3 separate regions of the Anser cygnoides genome follow, and regions 1 and 3 are each linked to region 2. The links are chromatin contacts, called in public Hi-C maps. All regions are on one chromosome and are shown on one strand. Each heading gives the region's core, a stretch centred on a gene start, on an enhancer-like site or on the middle of the called end of the contact. The rest is flanking DNA. Distances are from core to core; before and after follow the strand shown. Region 1 holds the start of MOB3A (MOB kinase activator 3A). Region 2 holds the start of OAZ1 (ornithine decarboxylase antizyme 1). Region 3 holds the start of MKNK2 (MAPK interacting serine/threonine kinase 2).

Region 1 (4,131 bases), core at 127-2,626, 190 kb after region 2:
TTATTTTCTCGCGTGGAAAGGCGGCCTCGTGGCCTCCCGGCCGGCCCTGGGGCTCGGGGGGCTGCTGGTGAGGGTCCCCCGGTCCGCCCTGCCGCCCCCCGGCCCTTCCTTCCCTGCAGTCCTTCCTTCCTCCCTTCCTTCTTTCCTTCCCCCCGGTCCTTGCCCTCCGCCCTGCCGCCCCCCGGCCCTTCCTTCCTTCCCTCCCGGTCCTCCCCCCCCCTCCAGCCCCGCCGCCCGGCGCCTCAGCCGCGGGGGGGCCGCAGGAGCCAGGCCCGCTCCGGGCTCACCTGCAGCGCATCCGCCCGAGCTCCTTCCCGGAATCACCTCATAGACCCGCAGAGCGGCCCGGGTTGAAAAGGACCTCGAAGATCTCCCGGTTCCCCCCCCCCCGCTCCGGGCAGGGTGCCCACCCGCTAGAGCCGCCTCCAGGGATGGGGCGTCCGCAGCCTCCCTGGGCAACCCGTGCCAGGGCCTCACCGCCCTCTGAGCGAAAAACTTCCTCCTAATTTCCGACCTAAATCTCCCCTGTCGCCGTCTAAAAGAAATCTGGGGTGCGCGCCAGGAGGGATGAAGAGGACAGGGCAGGAAGCCCTCGGGGCGGGGAGGGCTGGGAAGGTGTCCGGCGCCTGTCGCAGGAGGTTGGGAAGGTTGGGAAAGCCTCCCCGTGCTAGCGAGAGGCAGGGTCCCCTTCTGACCCGAAGAGCGGCCACGCGTCCTTCATTTCTATCCCTTTGTTTAAAACCCTTTCCAGTCTGGAATTGTTCCGCTAAGTTGCAGGGCAGTTGTTTTTTTTTGCTAGGAGACGCAAAGTTTCCCCAGCCACCTGTTTATCGCAGTCCCCAGTGCTTTGTCCTTGCACTCTGCTTCTTTTACAGAGCTTTGGGCTCGCATCCAGCTCTGCATTTATCTCTCGTCGTTTCTTGGACCCCGTATTCCGTGTCTTAGATTCAGTTTCTGTCTTAGTCACGTCCCTGCAAAGCTGACTCGGTCAGGAGGGCGAGCAGGCTCAGAACCTCTTTAAACTCCCAGAAGGGAGGAGAGGAGTGCTGGGAGCTCACGCCAGGTTGGTGGCGGGGAAGCAGAAACTGATGCTCCTGCTTTGCACAGGAGATCTGGGCCCAGACGCTGCGCAGGGAGCAGTTTCCCTGTGCCTGGCTCACTTTTAGGGTCTGGGGTTCTCTCCGGACCTGTTGAGGTTGCACAGTTGACTGTGCCATAGTCAGAACGGACATTGGGCTCTCCTGTCCCTTCGGCTGGGGCTCGGCGAGCTTGAAGCGTGCTCGTCATCTCGAGCAAAGTCCTCCCTTGTGGCTTAGCTGGCCTCTGTCACGGAGCTGCTTGCCAGATGCTTTTGTGGCCACGTTTGGCTGTAACGTGGCCCTTCCGTTGATGGGATGTGAAGTGCCACCCAGACCGAAGTGGCACGATTAGCTCTGTTTGTGGAGGTCGGACTGGAGGTTGACGTAACGGTGTTTTGTAACCAATGCTTCTCTGTACGTGGGCCAGAGATCTCTATGGCCGCAGTACACAGAGGAAAAATGTTTCCCTTGTCAGCAGTGAAAGCATGTGGGGTCAGAGAGGAGATTGCAAAACCTAACCCGTCCTGGCCACAAGAGTTCAGATCTGGGAGAAGAATTGCCTTCAACTTCTGAGTTTTAATTTCTTGTAAGGCAGGAAGGTACTTTGTGATACTTGAGCCATAAATGCTGCTCTAAGTGGATCCATAACCAGCTTTGCTGGAGGTTTAGGAGATTATCTTTAGAAATACGTAATATCCAGCTAATGCTTCCAGTGAAGAATGCACCTTAGGCTGCACGTTCGTCTGCCCTTCTCCAGATGCCCCTCGGAGGCAGCGTTATCTGCGACTCCTGTCTTGCGCTGCTTCTTGCTCCCTCTGGAGCTGATGCTGCGCTGAAAGTGCTGCTCAGCTCGCGATGAAATGATGGAGGGCTCCTGGGTGAATTGCTGCTCCGAGAACACCAAGTGCACGGGGAGCAGAGGGGAGGGAGCCCAACAACCCCCCTGGGGGGGAACAGGGACGACGAAGGCCATAAGAAAACCTTTGTAAGCATGCACATCCATCCAGCTGTGGTGGCTTTGACTTCTTGTAGAAGTCTAGATGGAGTCAGTAGACGCTTTGTCGTTATTTAGTCTCTCTGAGAAGAGGTGAAGATGGCGATGCTGACGGGTGTCCCTTTGTGCTGTCTGGCCCTGCACAGCCGGGGCTCGAGTGCTGCTGGGCTGAACTCCTGCAGTGACCGTGCTTGGTGTTTGCCCCCATCCTCTTGGGGGCTGCATGGCTGTCCTCCCACCCTGTGGCAGCGCAGACCTCCTTGCAGGGCAGCGTGAGGCTGGTCAGGAGCCTGCCCTCTGCTCCCTGCCACCAGCACCCATGCAGCGGCTGCAGGAGACCCCCAGCTCCCAGCCCAGGTAGGGGCTGGATTTGGGTGAACGATGGCCCTGGCTGTGTGCCTCTGCTCCGGCTTCTGGGGAACAGAAAATGAGCTGGAGCCATCCGATACGTGCTCCAGTTGGAAGCAGAAGCTGAGTAAGACCCGTTACTAAGCTGAAAGCCACCGTAATTGTTCTTGATCTTAACTGCAGGCTTACGTTGGGGTTGCTGTCTGGGCCTTTTTTTTCTTTTTTCCTCCTCACTGTATGCAGGAGGTCTTATGATGTGGTTTGTCTTGAGGTGATCTCGAGCTCCACATCAGTGGGCTTGTTCCTTGCCTTTGCTGCCCGGAGACACGTTAGTGTGCTGGGCCGCTGCCACATCTCCTCGTGGAGGAGAGGAGCAGGCCTCGTGGGCACCCGCTTTCAGCAGGAAACAATACGGCTTTCTTTTAAAAGCATGATGCTAACGTGGGGAGAAGCGGCACTGTCCGTGGGACTGGCCCTGGCCGTGCGGCCAGCTCGTGCCCTGGCCCCTTCCCTGGGGGACACCTCCCGAAGGCAGGACTCGCGCTCCAAATCAGCCATCCCTGCCGCTCGGGCAGATCCTGAAGTTAGAGGAAACCGCTGCTGGTTCAAAAATGCCCCTGCTCAGTGAGGATGATCATGTGGAAACTGTGAAAGCAGGAAGAAATGTGTAGTTCACAGCTCGGACTCGATAAATACCGCGCTGCCCCTTACGAGTCCCCTGGTGAGGGGCAGAACTGGGCTGAAGGGCAGCAAAAGGTGTTCCTGAACGAGCCGCCTTCAAAATACAGCCCTGCAGACCTTGAAAAGAGCTGCTCTGAGCGTGCCGTCAGCCACCCACGGAGTATGGTTTATCCTAGAAATATTTGTCTGTGCAGTTAACCTGTCTCCCGGAGTCGTGACCCAGCTTGTCGGCTCAAGGCAGCATCTGCGGAGCCAGCAGCAGATGAGCTCTGCCTCCACACGCAGCCGTGATCTGGCCGAAGCTGTGTAAGTGCAACCCGTGGAAGCCTTCCAACACAGCCGTGCCTCTGACGTTGCAATAGATGCAGATGGCACGTAAGGGGCAGGAAAATTGGCCCCAGATCGGTAATTATGCAGGCTCTAATGGACGTTCCTGTTGCGCTGTGGTCATTCCTAGGCTTTTAAGTGAAGATCTTAAAGTGCAGAATCTGCTCTCTGACCCTGTTGGGGAAGGGAAAGTAGAAGGGGTGACCTTAGAAGCTGACTTTCTCGTGTGGCTCTTTAACCATCTGCGGCTGCTGGCCGGGTGGGGACAGGCGGTGCTGGAGCCTCTGACCTCTCCCAGGCGAATTTCGGGGCGATGCAGCCTTCCCTCTGCCCCGCCAGAAGCCGTCCTCCAGGCCCTGCACCTTCCGTGAGCGTTTGCCTGTGATGCGAGCCCGTCACACGGAGCCCACGCCGTCCCTCCTGTTGTCACCGCTGTGTCTGCGTGGGCTGGAGCATCCCAAGCCCCGAGCTGAGCAGCTGATGCTGGCCTCCTGCTCCTGCATCCCGCGCGTGGCGGCCAAAACGCGCCTCCGGCTGCTCGGCCCCGCGAGCAGGGAGCTGAGCAGGGGTTTCCCCTTTATTTTATCAACTAACTGGAGGGTGAAATTGGCCAAATGCATCGCCTATAAGGGGAAAAGGAAGATACCAATGAAAGCCGACCATAACGTTTCTTGTGCTTTTTATACCGTTTCCTTTCCTTGC
Region 2 (4,335 bases), core at 1,758-4,257:
CTCTTACAAGAGAGCATCAAGCACCATGAGCAGACTGAAGAGAACATCAACAGTACAATGCTAGATCTTCAAGACAAATCAAACTCAAGTTGCATTTTATTCTACCCACCTGTCCTTGCTCCCTTCAGGCAGAGCACCACTGGGAATTTCTATATAGAGGTTGTTGTTGTTCAGCACTGCTCTCCAACTAATGTGTTTGGCATCTGTAAGCCTTGACTGGACATTCAGAATTCTTGTCCTGTTATTAGATGTTAGTTCTTCTGTTACATTCAGCCGATTATCCTGTAGCAGTAATACGTGCAACATTACTTCCAGTTCATTTTGGAGAAGATTTAACTCCCATTAAAAGGGCTGGGACAAGAAAAGTTTCCCACCTACCAGAGCAAGTTGCTTAACATTACTCATACTCACCGAGTAAAATAAATTAGCTGAAAGATTGTGATCCCTCTGACTATTCCCTCGCCCACCTGGGATCTTCAGGGGTGGGTGAGGGACATCAGGAGCACCACCGAGGCCCCGGACCCAGGTTACTACAGCAATTGAAGGGAACCCTGGAACTAGAAAAGAATCACAGTTAAAGGTAAACAAGCAGCAGTGTTAGAGCCCTGGGAATTCTAGGTTTTACAGGGATTAGAGGGCACAGTTTTGTAGACTGAGGGAACTCCTCCCACTGCAACCTAGTCAAGTAGCAAGACAAAAGAACATACAGGCCAAGCACGAGAACATCACCTAAAGCCCAGATCTGCAGGCATCAGAAAGCTACTACTGTACTATACTGAATGAAATACTAGCTTGGAGATGAAAATACTCTCAACTTGGTATGAAGTACACTTCTGTATCATGGCAGCTGTATGTTTGACCTGATCTCAAGAAAGGAACCATTTCACTACCACGTATGCAAAATCCCATTTTCTTCCCCACCCTGGAAATCGTTTTTCCCTGTGATATACAGCCTTAATTACATTAGATCTTTGCATCAGCTCTTTTGGCTTGAGGTCAGAAAATTACATTAAATAGCCTCGCAGAGGACACTATCTCAAATGTTATCAGGCAAAGCTCAGAAGCAAGCTCTCGAGTTTCAACTTAAAGACCACATCTGATGATTTGGAAATCTCCAAGTCTTTCTACTGACTGACTTTTGGAGCAATTATACCTTGCTTAGCCACATTCAGTGTTTAAGGTGAAGAATGTTATCTTCAGATATGAAACATTTCTTCTGTGTGTGCTGTTTCATCCCATCTCTAAGCCTGCTTGGCTGTGAATAAGCCTTCTACTGTAGGAACAGCAATCGCTGTGCCGCCTGGCCCCTCCCTCTGCACCATCCTTCACCCTGCAGGCTCACTCTTGAGTTGCGTCATCTCAGCAGATGCAGCAATCGAGGCCCTTAGGGAAATTTTCACAATCGTCCTGTCTGTGAGTGCCAGCAGCCATTTGCAAATCAGAATAAACATGTACAAAATAATCCACCATTTTGCACAGTTCATACGAGTTTAATTTTTAATGAGCTTGGAATCTGTGATGAATAATCCGTATTAGAAAGGCAATGAATAGCCATATAGGTCAAATATTAAATGCCAGAAGGCATTAGTAAGCACAGCGGCTATGAAGCTATTAAACTAAAAATTATAATGTGCTCAATCTCAATTAAATGTGTTCAATCCATTATTTTAGACTCTCTGAAATGATTTTAATACTAGCATTACTTATTTTATTTCAGAATGATTGCAGATCTACGTATTCCTAATTAGCCTTACAAATAAGCCTTTGAACACCTTGTTCAGAACTGTGCAGTAGTAATCCTTTATGATTTCACCTTTCACCCAATGAAAAGCACTATATAATGAAGGCTGTCTACAGTTTATAACTGAGAATATATTTTCGTGATGTTTGGGTAATCTTACTCCTCTTGAAAAAAAAATCACCTCTCTTTAACCTGCAGTTAAGTATAAAAACAGCTTTCTGTAGCATTCTAGGGCTGGTCTCACAATGCACACACCAGGTCTGTTCTTCACTCTCTTTATTCAGGGCAGACCCACGTCCTAAGCTTCCATCACTGCAGCCCCGTCACCCCGATCCAGATCTCTTCTCCCCAGCATCTGTTAGGATTGTTTAATCCTTCCGTTGGCTTTTAAATTGAGAGCTCCCGTAACAGCCTTACGTTCTGCTTTAGGCTCAGCACCTCGATTACTTCTCCAGAATATCTGCGCTTACGTAAGGGGCTAACAGCTTCCAGCCCTTTCCCCTCTCTGCCTAATCCTGCCTTTTCTCCCCCTGGGGGCCGTGCCTTTTGTCTTCAGGAGCCTTTTCCCCCCGTTACCCCGCCGGGGAGGGGGGGGTACGGCGGATCAGCCCCCCGAGGGGCCGGGGGTGCCCTGCCCCAGCCTTCCCCCCTCGGCTGAGCCCAGCGCGGGGCCGGGGCCTGCCGCTAACGTGGCACCGCGAGGGGGCTCGGGGGGCGCCTGCCCGGGCCCGGCTGTGTGTGAGGGGGGGGCTCGGACGTGTCCCCTGGCACGGCTAGGGGCGTAACCGACCTTACGGCGCTGCCTTAGACGTCTGAAAATTAAGAAACAATAGTAATTTTTTTTGTATTTTTTCCCCTCCCCCCCCCCCCCCCCTTCTTTTACGGGGGAGGAGGCCAGGCCGCAGGGCCCGCCCCCACCACGGAGCAGCCCTGCCCCCGGTCCGGGGGGGAGGAGGAGGAGGAGGAGGAAGAAAACCAGAGCCGGCGGGGGAGGAGGGGGGGGGGGAGTGGAGGCAGCGGCGAACGCCCTGCGGTGCAAAGGCTGAGCGAGGCCCCAGCCCCTCACCTGCTCTGTCCGGTACTGAGGCTCAGCACGGCGGGCATGATGGTGCTTTTATTCCCCTCTTTCTCTCTAGCGAAGCAGTGACTGTTGAGTATCCGCTGCAGGGAGGATTTCACCATCCGGCCGCTCTGGTCCGAACCCCGAAACCCTCCGCTGCCTCCCGCCGGCCGCTCTCCAGGCGCTGCTACACAAAATGGCACCCCGGCCGCAGTGGGTCCTTATATACCCTCTGTGCGGCCACGCCCCCCCATGTGGTACCGCCCCCCCGGAGCAGACCACGCCCCCGAACAGGAAAGAGCTCCCGTGCGGGAACGGCCCAACTGTCACTTAGAAAGCCTCGCTTCCCATTGGCTAAAGGGAGAGCGGGGGCGGAACATCGAGCTCTTTCCCTATTGGCCGACAGCGCGAGGAGTTCGGCGCTGGTTGGAAAGGCGACGAGACTGGGAGTCACGGAGAGCTCCGATTGGCTACGCCTCCGCGGGTGGGCGGGATCTGGCGGGGCGGGGCGGGGCTGGGCTGGGAGGCTTCGGTACGGTGTCGCAACCCTCGCTGATCGCAGGGACGCCGGTTCGAGCCCCGCGTCCGGCGCCTCCGCCTGGCTGAGGTAAACTGCGGGGAAAGGGAGGGGCCGGGCCGCGCCTGGCGCATGCGCGGCGGGGGGGGAGGGGAGAGGCGGTGTCCCTGAGGGTGCCCTCAGCGGCCCGTAGGCTTGGGGCCCCGATAGGTCCTACAAGGGGATGGCTCCTGCGGCTTCAGGCTTGCCCTGCATGGGCATCATAGAATTAATAGAATGATTAGGGTTGGAAAAGACCTCCAAGATGAAAATTCCCCTCCCACCACTATCGCCAACTGAACCGCGTCCCCAAGCACCACATCCAACTTCTCCTTAAACACCCCCAGGGACGGTGACTCCACCACCTCCCTGGGCAACCCGTCCCAACACCTGACTGCTCTTTCTGAGAAGTAATGCCTCCTAATTTCCAACCTCAACCTCCCCTGGTGCAACTTGAGGCCATTCTCTGTAGTCCTATAGGCTGGATGCTGAGAGAAACGTCAAAAAAAAATAATTAACCAGTCACCCAAGTACAGGGCGGGGAGTCCCAGGAGGAATAGGCCGGGAGTGTGACCTCTTTTTGGTGCGCCCATCCTTGGTTGATGCTAGAATCGCAACGTCGCGTTTACCTTCAGTTTGTGTTTTATTCTGGCCACTGTGCGGTGTATAATTTTCAAGTTGTCTGGGTAGTGACTCTTAGTAACCTGAACAGAAAAAAGCCTCGTGCTGTACCTTCAATGAGGAAGCAAATAAAGGCTGGTTATTTACATAGCAGACGCTAACCTGCTCCCCGAGCCCCGTGACGAACCGTAAAGCTCCCCTGATAACTTGCACGGCGCTTCTGATCTCCTGCAAGCGCTGTGGGAACCCGAGGCTTCGAGGCACAGCTGCGTCTTTGCACCCCACTGCGAGAGCAAGGTCTGAAGGAAAGGCTGAGTGTTTCAGACAGCCCAGATCTCTTCTGGACAATACAGGTGT
Region 3 (4,046 bases), core at 1,534-4,033, 200 kb after region 2:
GCACGGCCCCGCTCGCTTTCCTGTTTTCCCTCGGCCGATTGCAGAGCACGGCTCTGCCGCCTGCGTGCGCCCGGTCCCCAGGAGCACCAAGCCCTGTCCGAGGTCTCCAATGCATCAAAATTTGGGTTTTCTCCACTGCAGCATTTACACGTGTGTGAGTGTGCATGTACATGTGTTGGTGTGCGCGTGAGCCCTTGGGTGGCCATGCAGCTCACAGGGATGCACCTGGAGAGGCCGCACCTGTGTGTGTGCGTGCATACGTGCCAGCTGCACATGCGTGTGTGTGTGCAAGCACCCAGGCGGGGCGATGCTCTGCGCACCTCCTGCATTGCTCTTGCACACGCATGCCCGTGCTTTTGCACACGCCAGCCTGCCGCGCGCATGCATCTCCCTTGGGTGACAGCACCAAAGCTGCAGCAGGGAGCACCCCTGGTCCTGCTCGGCCCCCCCTGGCCCCCAGTGCCCATGGGTGCTGCTTGCTCCCTGCCCCTGCAGCCCAGCCCCGATGCTCTCGCCATGCCTGGCTGCAAACCTCGCCCACGGCTGGAGGAAGCAGCCCCTTGCGCTCCGCTGCTTCTTTCCACCCCAGCTCCAGTTTGAAAGGGCACCGGCGTTGCCCCCACCCCTCCTGCTGGACCCCCGGGAGCGCTGCAGCCGTGGGAGCAGGGGTGCAGGGATGCCCCCAGGCCAAAGCCCCAAATCGCTCTAGGCCCCAGAAGGGGCGGTGGGTTGGGGCCTTTGGTGGGTCAGGTAGAATCCAGGAGACAGCGCACAGAGAGCGTGCAGCAAGCATGCAGCAGGCACGCAGTGACCGTGCAGTGAGCCCAGGAACATGCAGGGAGCGAACAGTGAGCATACAGTGCGTGTGGCAAGCGTGGAGGGTGTGTGCAGTGAGCGTGCAGTGAGCGTGCAGCGAGCGTGCAGTGAGCGTGCAGTGACTGCAGCGTGCAGTCAGTGTGCAGACATGCAATGAGTGTGCAGTGAGTGTGTGGCAAGCACAGTGTGCACCAAGCATCCAGGAAGCATTGGTCATGCAAAGGCCACGTGACAAGCACACAGAGCATGCACCAAAACATGCACAGAGCATGCACCAAACATGCACAGAGCATGCACCAAACATGCACAGAGCTTGCAGTGAGCACGCAAAGAGCACGCAATGAATGTGCAGCAAGTACACGCTAAGCACACAGTGCACATGCAGCACACACAGTGCGCACAGCACACATGCAGTGCACGTGCAGAACACGCAGCACACGCAGCGCACACACACTGCTCCAGCTCCCCATGACAATGGGTCCCCATGGGCTGGGCGAGCTCCCAGGCGTCCCCAGGTGTCCTCGCCGCACCAGGCACCCGCGGGTGGCCCTGCTGGGGCTGCGGGTGCCAGCGCTGCCACCCTGTCATTACCGGCCCGGTGACCTACATGGCGGCGTGCGCAATTTGGGAGGCATGTGGCTCCTCTGCCTGCGCCGGAACCGCCCGACGGGTGCCAGCAGCCAGCGCACCCCGTGGCTCCATCCCCCGTCCCTTCTGCAAGCCTCAGAGGACAAAACCCCACAAATCCCCTGTATCCCCCCGAGCCCTGCCCACCCCCCGCACCAGCTTGGGTTAATTGGGGACCCCTCGTTAGCAGGGCAGCAGTCTGAGGTCTGGGGTGTCTGCTTCACCCCATCTGCTTTGCTGGAGGGTGGGACGTGGGAAGGGCAGCCCAGGCCTGCCAAAAGCAGGGAATTTTGCTGATTTGCAGGGTCTGGGCCCACAGCGGGGCGGTGAGGGCCCCGTGACCCCACCGCGGTGGCCCCGAGCCAGGCCAGCACCGGTGGCACTGGGGGCTGCAGCAAAACATCCCCAACGGGACGAGGGGGAGAAGGAGGAAGGAAGAGGGGTGGGGGGCGAGCGTGACGGCGGGGGGCTGCGGGGCTGGGGGGGCAGCAGCACGGGGCCGGGGGGGGCCCCTTGGGTGCGCAATGGCGGCGGCGGCGGGCGTGCAGCCAATGCGCGGCGCGGCCGGTGAAGTCATGCACCGCGGTGCCGCAGCCATTGGGCCCTGCGCTGCCGCTCGGCGCAACGAGCGCGTCTGTTCTCAGCTCGGGCTGGCGTCACGCAGCGGGGGGGGGGGCACACATGCAAGGGGGGGGCCACACATGCAAGGGGGGGGGCACACATACGCAGGGACACCCACGCAGCCCCGGCCTCCCGTAGTGCCACCGAGCGTGGAGTTGGGAGGTCCCCGCTCGCGAGCCCCCCCGTCCCACACCACTGAGGGGCCTCGGTGGCCTGTGGGGACCGGGGGGGGGCCGTGACCCTGTGCCTGTTCCCCCCCCCCCCCCATGCAGGCCTGGTGCTGAGCACAGGCCCCGCTCGTGGCACGAGTTGGGGGGCTCCTGGGGGGGAGGGGGCACCCATGTCCCTGGGGGTCCCCCGTGGCAGTGCCCCCGTCCTGGGCTGCAGGAGGGGGTGTCCCTGCCCCTGTCCCTGCCCCTGGGGGGGGTGTCCCTGCACCTGGGGGAGGGTCCCTGCAGCTGGGGGGTCCCTGTCCCTGGGGGCGCAGCGCAGGGTGCCCGGGGGGGGCTCAGTCCCCGTGCCCAGGAGAGGGGGTGCCGGCGGGGTGCCCCTGGTGCAGCAGGGGGTGCCCGGGGGGGGCTGTTTTGCTCCGCGGGTGCAGCGCGGGGGGGTCCCGGCGGGGGGGGGGGCGGGCCGGGCCGGGGGGGCGGGGCCGGGGGGTGGGGGCGGGCCGGGGCCGGGGCTATAAAAGCGGCGGGGGCGGCGGCGCCGTGTCCCCCCCCCGGCGGCGGAGCGGAGCGGAGCGGAGCGGGCGGCGGTGCGGGCTGCGCTACCACCAGCAGCGGCGGCTCTGCGGGGCCGCGCCGGTGAGCGGGGGGGGGCTGCGGGGCCGGGGGGGGGGGGGCGCAAAGGGGGGGGGGGGGTGTGAGACCCTTCTGACCCCCCCCCCCTTTGGCCTCCTTTCCCCGCAGGTCTCAGCCACCCCCCAGGCTCCTCTCCAGCTCTGCCCGTCCCCCCCCTTCCCGCCCCCCCCCCCATCCGTTTTTATTCGCCCCCTCGTTTTGTACCAGCAACGCCGCCCCCCGCCGCCCCCCCCCGCAGCAAGATGGTGCAGAAGAAGTCGGAAATCCAGGGGTTCCACCGCTCCTTCAAGGTAACGCGGGGGGGCCGGGCCGGATCCTGCTCGCTGCGGTGCGCTGCGTTACGCCCCGTCACCTGCCGGGGGGCCGAGCCGCCCCCACGCTGCCCCCAAAAGCACCTGGAGGAAGGCAGAAGCTCCGGTCCCACCGCCGCCCCATGAGCCGCAGAGGGACGGATCCTGCCCTGCTGCGGTGCTGGGGCGCAGCTCAGCTCCTGGGGTGGGCGTGGGGCGGGCGTCCCCGCTCCCCTCGGTGCCCCAAAGCCCCGTGGGGGTGTCAGGCTGCGGCACGGGGCCGCGACACCCCGGGCACACAGGTGGGAGCGCGGCACCCACCAGGCCCTGCGGCGGGACCTGTCGTGCAAGAGTCTTGCAAGAGGGCCGGATCCTGGCAGCACGGAGCGCACGTCCCTGCTTGCACCGCTGCGGCCGGGCGCCGTCCTACCCCCGCGTCCGTCCCGGCCGTATCCCTGTGTCCATCCCGGCCGCTGTCAAGGTCGGGGTGCGCGGGAGGGGACGGATCCTGCGGCCACCCCGCTGCTCTCAATGCTGCCTCTTGTCTCGGCGCGGGGCCGGGGCTGCATGGGATCTTTGTTTAGTTTGGCTGCGAGCGCTTCAAGGGATGCCGGGAGATCATCTGCAACCTGCCCGGGTTATTTTAGCTGACACCTAATCCTGCTTTTAAGGCTTTTGGCTGGGTTTTCGCTCACCCCCTCCTCGGTGGCCGGGGCCGCGGGGGGGACACCTCAGCCGTGCGATGGAGCTGGTGCGTGGCGGTCGCTCCCCATCCCCCAGACCTTTGTGTGCCGAGGCTGCGGCAGCCGGCACGGGCGACCTCATCCTGCCCACGGTGCCGCTTGGCAAGGCTGGGGGGGCACACACAGAGGCCCTGATGCTGAGGCCG

What was found. Hi-C and Micro-C count contacts between places; a contact is called where the count stands out from the background.
Region 1: a contact with region 2 is called in a Hi-C map of liver, with 1.5 times the contacts expected there. The contact joins the promoter of MOB3A here to the promoter of OAZ1 in region 2. A contact is called at or near these places in 2 of 7 Hi-C or Micro-C datasets (both in liver).
Region 3: a Hi-C map of liver shows a contact between it and region 2, with 4 times the contacts expected there. The contact joins the promoter of MKNK2 here to the promoter of OAZ1 in region 2. A contact is called at or near these places in 2 of 7 Hi-C or Micro-C datasets (both in liver).

The regions. Positions count from the first base shown.
Region 1 is chr27:5,359,863-5,363,993 of Taihu_goose_T2T_genome, reverse strand. It overlaps MOB3A (MOB kinase activator 3A), which reads left to right and starts at 1,376. Exons shown (of 4, transcript XM_048077661.2): 1 at 1,376-4,131.
Region 2 is chr27:5,546,513-5,550,847 of Taihu_goose_T2T_genome, reverse strand. It overlaps OAZ1 (ornithine decarboxylase antizyme 1), which reads right to left and starts at 3,007. Exons shown (of 6, transcript XM_048077751.2): 1 at 2,808-3,007; 2 at 500-557; 3 at 412-498; 4 at 110-282. The coding sequence starts at 2,923. It overlaps LOC125184497 (a long non-coding RNA gene), which reads left to right and starts at 3,138. Exons shown (of 3, transcript XR_007168605.2): 1 at 3,138-3,408.
Region 3 is chr27:5,342,305-5,346,350 of Taihu_goose_T2T_genome, reverse strand. It overlaps MKNK2 (MAPK interacting serine/threonine kinase 2), which reads left to right and starts at 2,783. Exons shown (of 14, transcript XM_066984042.1): 1 at 2,783-2,870; 2 at 2,976-3,157. The coding sequence starts at 3,110.